2 separate regions of the Mus musculus genome follow, and region 2 is linked to region 1. Evidence: chromatin contacts called from public HiChIP or PLAC-seq data. All regions are on one chromosome and are shown on one strand. The core of a region is the stretch at or near the end of the contact, and the rest is flanking DNA. Distances in the headings are between cores, read along the strand shown. Region 1 has its middle 29 kb from the start of Gm41499. Region 2 has its middle 8.0 kb from the start of Gm30474.

Region 1 (3,473 bases), core at 422-2,921:
AAGCTTTTGTTTTTGATAGGGTCTCATTGAGCCAGTGCTGACCTCAAACTATGTCTCCAAGGATGAGATTCGTGCCTTTACTTTCCAAGCACCAATGTGACAGACAGCCCTGTCTCCCAGGGCTAAGTGCTCTGTTCATGTTAGGCAAGTATTCTGTCAGCGGGGCTACCGTCCTCGTCCTGCATAACAAACTTTTATTCTAAGAAAACAGTCAGCAGACTATGGGCCATAGATGAATGCTGGTTCCCACTATCTGTGTCCACAAATAATTTTTTTTTTGTACATAGTCATGGTCACTCATCAAGTGCCACAAGTAAATTGCTTTCGGATTGTGAGATCAGAGTAGAATACTTGCCAGAGACCACACGGTTTGCAAAGTCATACTGTCTAGACCGTCACTCGCATACACTTGTGGATGTGGGGCGGGGTTGTGAAGCTCTGAACCACAGAGACCCTTCTGGAAGCTGTTTTCTATCTCATCAGTGCTTCCCAACTGTTATAGGTAGATGGGCTACTGTGTGCAGCACACAGTGGTTTATATAGGCCTTACTAATTCCTTCTGTGCAGTTAACTTGAAAAATGTGCAATGTCACTTCTGGGCCAATAACTAGAAGTTGAGATTAAAAACAACGGCCCTGTCAAAAAATTGACATAGTGAGCGGCCAGGGAAGGGAAAGGCAAGGTTCACTTGCTTATTGCCACGTTTATGATTAGTTTGATAGATACTTCATCTATTACGGCAAATAAGCAAGTGGAGTAATGCATCACAATAATAGGCAGTCTTCCAAATTATCAGGGCTATGAGTCCTTCTAATAATCAGCAAAAGGAAAGGGAGAGGGAGAGAGAGAGAGAGAGAGAGAGAGAGAGAGAGAGAGAGAGCGCTACACATACAGTAGTACAACTCCGTGCCAGGTGAATGTTCCACTCTGCACCCCATTCTCCCTGCTTTGGGGACCAGCTGTCCTCCATAAACATGCTGCGGCTGACTCCTTTATGACATTCGTGGCTGCCACCAATGGAAGTTTTCATCCCCATCTCTGGGCTCAGCTGGGAAATCCAGGAAACAAATCAAAATCAAGCACCAAGTTAAAAGAGGCACGGGAACAGAGATGAATAAATCTGCTCCAGGAAGGGTTTAGAGATCCAGGGGGCCACATGAAAGACCTTCCCTAAATCAACTCAGGATGGGGCTGCCTGGGTGGTGGGGGAAGGCAACATGCAGCAGACATCTGACAGGAAGCAGTGTGGTGGTGGTGGTGGAGGGAGAGCTACTGGAAACCGTGCAGGTTGGTCTCAGACAAATGAACACAGGGACCCTGTGGCCCCCTCTCCTTGTCTGTCTTCCTCTCTAGGTGTGCAGTAAGGAATTCAGTGGGTGCATATCTAGGAGCAGATGTGGGAGAAGAATACAATGGCAGACAGAATTCTCTGTGGAGAAACGGATGGCTAGCCAGTGTGAAGCCTGATGCCTGAGGCAGTTACCAGAATCATCCCGATCCATTTGTATACACATCTTGGCATTAGCCCCATTGCACAGCTAAGGAAAGTGAGGCTTAATGGGCTTACACAACCTGCCCAGCATTATATGAAGCTCTTTAGGCAGAGGCCCCACTTCACGGTTATATGCTCAACTAGAAGAAAGCTTGCAGTATAGGGTATTTCCTGCCAGGGAGTGGAGAGGCAGACCTCTGCCATGTGTGGCTTCCAGGTCTCTGCCCTCTCTAAGCGTGAGCAGATGGGTGATGGGCGTGTCAGATCCTCCGGCAGCCCAGACACACATGGAGTGGGCATGTGAAATCAATCAGCCCAGTCAAAGAAGGAAAAGGTTTTGGCCTCCCTTGTGTCCCACATGTGGAAGGTATCGGAGCGACAGAGGAAGGAGGTGTGAAAGTCTCCAGTCCCCCCCCCCCCCCGCACCCCCCCTCCTCACTCCCCAGGCAGGGGAAACAGCTTGAGCACACGTGGGAAGACCAAGTCAGGCCCCTGAATCCCTGTCATGTTGATGGCTTGCTGCAGCCTGGGGTGTGCAGGGTCCATCTTGGGGTGGTATGAGAAGTATAGTCAGATAGTCAGAGGAGGGCGTCTTCCTTCCCACACTCCTCTCAACCTCTGCCTCTCTGCTGTGATGTTCCTCAAGCAGTGCGGGCCTCAGAAGGCTAAAGGGAGAACCCGTGCTCAGAGATGTCAGATCTCGAAATTATTCACCACTTGAGACCCATGCTTGCCAGGTTTTTCTAGCTGGTTCGTGCAGCATCAAGCCACGGCACAAGTGGGCACCATGGAATGCCACCCTGAAGCCAGGTTGCCACACAGAATCGAAGGTGAAGATCCAACCAGAGTGTCCATGAACTCCATCCTCCTCCTCTTTCATTAGGAAGCTCGTTCTGTAGCCTGGCCTTGGAATGAACAGAGATTTGGAGGAACCAAAGGATGCAGGTGTTTCTAGCTGCTGGGAGCTATGTCTGCTGCACATGAAGGGATGACTCTCTTGGGTAAGAGAAGCCTTACCTCTCTGTAAGGACACTGAGACTCAAGCCTTCTCTCTACAAAGAGAGTTATCTCCCCAGTGAATACACTATCTCTTGTCTTGCACAGGGAGACTCCAAATGCACCTTCCTTCCCACCCTCCAAACACCACTGCATTGGGTGTCCCATTTGCATCAATAACTCAAACAATGATTGGTCCTCCCCCTACCTCACTGGTTCCTCAGGAAACCAGGTCATCTGGTCCAGACCTGCCTTTCACTCACTCTTTCTTTTATCCATTCTTCCCCCAACAGACTCTAGGATGACACTCTTTCCCACTTATCCTTCAAACCTAGGGCTTGCCAGTTCACATGTGTTCCAGCCTTGATTAGTTTCCTGGGCTGAAGGTGGTTACTCTAGGCAGATTCAAGCACTTAGTGTCTGGGTATTTGCTTCCTACTAGAAGCTCCACAGCCGTATATGGTACACACCAAGGAATCTTAGTTAGGATTTCTGCCATTGTGATACTGCTCTAGAGTGTCAGCAAGGATCTAGAGCCTGTGTCCACCCGTCAGCTGTAGGTGAGGAGGGAAGGAGCAGGCTTCTGAGACAATGCAGCAGACATGCTGAAGGGGTCTCAGAAATCTGCAGACACCTTGCTTCACAACATCCTCCTCCTTCAGAGTTTCCCTGTATCCATAGATGGGCACCCATAGTGTCACAGAGATGTCACATTTTGTCCAAGGGCATCTGTACAACTTGTTGAAAATTTACAGCTGGCCAACAGGCTCTCTTCACAGGACTGAGAGACCTTTACTACAGATTTCTTTCTCTTCTTCCTCCTCCTCTTCCTCCTCCTCCTCCTTTCCCTCTTCCTCCTGCTCATTCTCCTGCTTCTCCCTTTTCTCTTCCTCTTCTTCTTCCTCCTCCTCCTGCTCCTCCTCTTCTTTCTTCTTCCTCCTCCTCTTCCTTTTTCATCTCCACCTCCTCCTCTTCTTCCTCCTTC
Region 2 (3,169 bases), core at 116-2,615, 210 kb after region 1:
ATTACCATAGAAGTCGGAGATTTCAAAGGCTCTTCTAAAGTCTGAGGACAGTTAATGAAGTGGGAGAAAATTAAGTGCAGGACACCAAATCCTTGGCAGTGATACTGAAATCGGGGTGCGGAGCACTGGGATCTAATTTCACATGTTTCAGGAACTTGTAAAGTTATGTTGGTCCTTTCAGTAGCTTATATCCAAAACATAATCTTCAGGCTCTAATGTCACCGCCATCGTGCCATCAAACTAACCCCTATGCAAGCACAAACTGGGTTGATAATATCCATCTATTAAGGAAAATGCACACAAGATCAAAGTATAGCCAAGTGCATTATGGAGAATTATTTATGTCTTCTAGAAGATTATCCTTGGGTGCAGTTTCTCATGATAAGAACCTGGCCTGACTTTGTTCTACAGAGTCAGAAAGCCTCCTGTATTAGATGCCGCTCTATTGCCTCCTTAAGTGGAGTTGAAAGAACAAAGCGTTTTCCAGAAGGAACGGGGCCCTATCTGTCCTCAGAGCTGCCCAGAGATCAAACAGGTCTTTTTAGCAGTTTTATTAGACATCTTCAGAGGCCTTCAAAAAATACTCGGTTTTATAAGTGGTGAGAGCTAGTGGGTGGGAACTCCTGCGTGTAAACAAGTGGAGTTGTCAATCATGACTGTTGAAAAGAAACTATTCCTTAACAGGGAGGGCTGTATGGATACACTTCTGGGTTCTCCTGTTTTGTATAATGATGCTTTTATATTAGTTTAAGAGGTGAGCTTTCCAACCACTGAAGTGTTCTTACGGTAAACAGATCGTGGTGGTGTACCATTCTGCATTGCTAGGCAGGAAAATATACAGAGAAAATTCTGTCCCTGGGCTTATTTACTGGAGTGGAACTGTGTGGTGCCAGGACTCTCCAGGCCAAGGTGTCAGTGGGATTTGTTCAAGGTTGCCAGGAAGAATCTGCCCTGGGCCTCTCTTAGCCCAGTGCTCCTTATAGTTTAAAAGCATCATTTTAAACTCTGTCCCCACCTTGACTGGAGAGGGGCGGGGAGGGAGGGAGAAGAAAAGGGAGAGGGGAGAGGGGAAGAGGAGGGGAGGGAGGTCTCAATTTTCCAATTAAGGGCAGATTCTGAGGGGCAGGAAATGACTACTCGAGGTGTGATTTAGTGGTAGAAAATTTGCCTGGCACGCATAAGGATCCCGTTCAATATCTAGCAAAGGAGGAAAGAAAATTGAGACATCAGTTACAGCTGGTCCTTCCTTTTGACTTCTCCTCCCCCCCCCCCCCCCCGCTTGGTTCTTGGGCCACCTGGGACCTCTGAGAAGCAGCTATAGAAGTCTTCAGTGTGAAAGGCCTTTGGGAAAACAAGGTCTCCTGGGTCATCTCTAGTACATCTGACTCAACTGACATCCTCAAGAAGGGCTTGCCACCAGAGTCTCACACACAACTTGCCCAGCAGTGTGAATGCTGCTTTTCAACGAGCCTCAGATTCTCCTGCCTTCCTGGAAGACTCAAGTGAAATCAATTCTCATGTTTTTACCTAATGAGACGATCGTAGCAAAGTCATCATTTTAGCAAGCTGGAATTCTGGGAGTGGTGGTGATGGGGTAACATAGGCTGAGGTCCTACATGGGGAAGAAACCTAGAACAACAGATTCTTATTTCCTTTTCTTTTAATATAAAAATAAGAACCCCAAAGTAATATGGCACAGGGAAAAAGAATGTTCTGGGTGCACAGAGAAAAAAGCAAAACACTACATATCCAAACTCTAATGATATTTTATTATTTTCCCCTAATTATTATTGTTTACTGATTATAAATGAGAGTCTTATTGTCAGGAAGCCCCTTTGTTGGGACTGGAGAGACCACCCAGTGGTTATGTGATTACTGCTCCTCGGGAAGATATAAATTTGGTTCCAAAGCCACACGTAAGTCCATTTCCATAAGTATGGGATGGCCCCTACCCCCACCTCTGTGAGCACCTACCTTTGTGTGTACGGACCCACCCATAGACACGTATACACAATCAAAACTAAAATACACTTTAGTCAAAGACAGGCCCTTTGTCACACTAGCCCACCGACTAATGGGTTCCACAACGTAATTACCAGTGTCCAGACATTTTAAAGACCTAAGGGTTGGGAACAACAACAACCCCATCCTCCTAAATGATGATTTTTCTTGAGGCTCTCTACACGGATGGAGATGCGACTCCCTGTCATAGCAAACGACCTCTCTGAGCACTCGCGTCGCACTAATTGATCTTTTAATTGGTTCAGTCAACACTAGAGTCTTTGCACTCAACAGGGACTAATTGCTACAAGCAACTGCAGCCGCTCAGTGCTGGCTCAGTGTTGAGAAGACAGACCGTCAACTGCCTAGAAGGGGTAGCATCGACCCGGTGTTAGCTACGCTGACAGGATGCTGCACTCCCTGCAAAGAGCGTTTATCTAGCGATGTACAAAGCCGGTTAGTCAGAATGGGCAGTCACTAGGGTTCCTAGCTTACATGTGTTTTTTTTTCCTAATGAGATATGATAAGCCACTGACTAGTTTCTTTATTCCCTCAGCATCTCTTGTACCACAAAACCTTAATCCATTCCCTTATTACTAGGTGTGCCAGTTCATCCTCTGGTTAGGATCTAGAGCCATCCAGGAGGCCATCCTCTGAATAGCACTTGCTGTCCTGTTCACCACGTTTTATTGTATTGCATTTTATCTTATTTGAACTACGAAGTTTTCCAGTTGCCCTCAATCAAGATAAAATGTTTCCACCCTAAGCACCCCATTTGAGAGAATTTTTTCTCCCTTTAATACTGAGTTTGGGAACTCATCTGGGTTAGCTCGACTTCTAAAGTATGTCCAAGAATCTTTTAGAGAAGCATTTGTCTGAGTTTTAATTGCGTGTCTGCGTGTGTGTACGGCTGAGTGCTAATATCCATGGAGGGCTGAGGAGCTGGACGTACAGGCAGGTGTGAGCTGCCCAGTGTGGGTTCTGGGAGCTGAACTGGAGTTCTCTTTGAGAGCAGAAGGCATGCTAAAGCATCGCCCAACCTCCACAGTGATCAGCTTAAAACTCATTCCTCCATTAAAGCGTGTAAATGAGGTCTTCAAAAAGGTGGGTCTTCGCTGTTGACCTGCAAATTTGCTACTACCACTCTCCAGAGAGAGACAGAGACAGA

The links. HiChIP or PLAC-seq counts read pairs in DNA pulled down with a chosen protein or histone mark.
Region 2: a contact with region 1 is called in a RAD21 HiChIP or PLAC-seq map of pro-B cells, with 4 times the contacts expected there. The contact joins two enhancer-like sites. A contact is called at or near these places in 1 of 15 datasets of contacts at CTCF or cohesin (pro-B cells), 3 of 484 Hi-C or Micro-C datasets (the G1E-ER4 cell line, large pre-B cells and nephron progenitors) and 3 of 115 datasets of contacts at active chromatin or transcription factors (T-cell acute lymphoblastic leukemia, bone marrow-derived dendritic cells and large pre-B cells).

The regions. Positions count from the first base shown.
Region 1 is chr16:92,926,655-92,930,127 of GRCm38.p6, forward strand. No RefSeq gene overlaps it. Among named protein-coding and RNA genes, the nearest start is that of Gm41499, 29 kb to the right of the region's middle. Within about 2 kb of position 1,672, at least 64 of the 459 cell types and tissues checked have an H3K27ac peak or open chromatin away from gene starts, as enhancers often do. A contact at or near this core is called in T-cell acute lymphoblastic leukemia and pro-B cells, where this site is marked.
Region 2 is chr16:93,138,421-93,141,589 of GRCm38.p6, forward strand. No RefSeq gene overlaps it. Among named protein-coding and RNA genes, the nearest start is that of Gm30474, 8.0 kb to the left of the region's middle. Within about 2 kb of position 1,366, at least 19 of the 459 cell types and tissues checked have an H3K27ac peak or open chromatin away from gene starts, as enhancers often do. A contact at or near this core is called in T-cell acute lymphoblastic leukemia and pro-B cells, where this site is marked.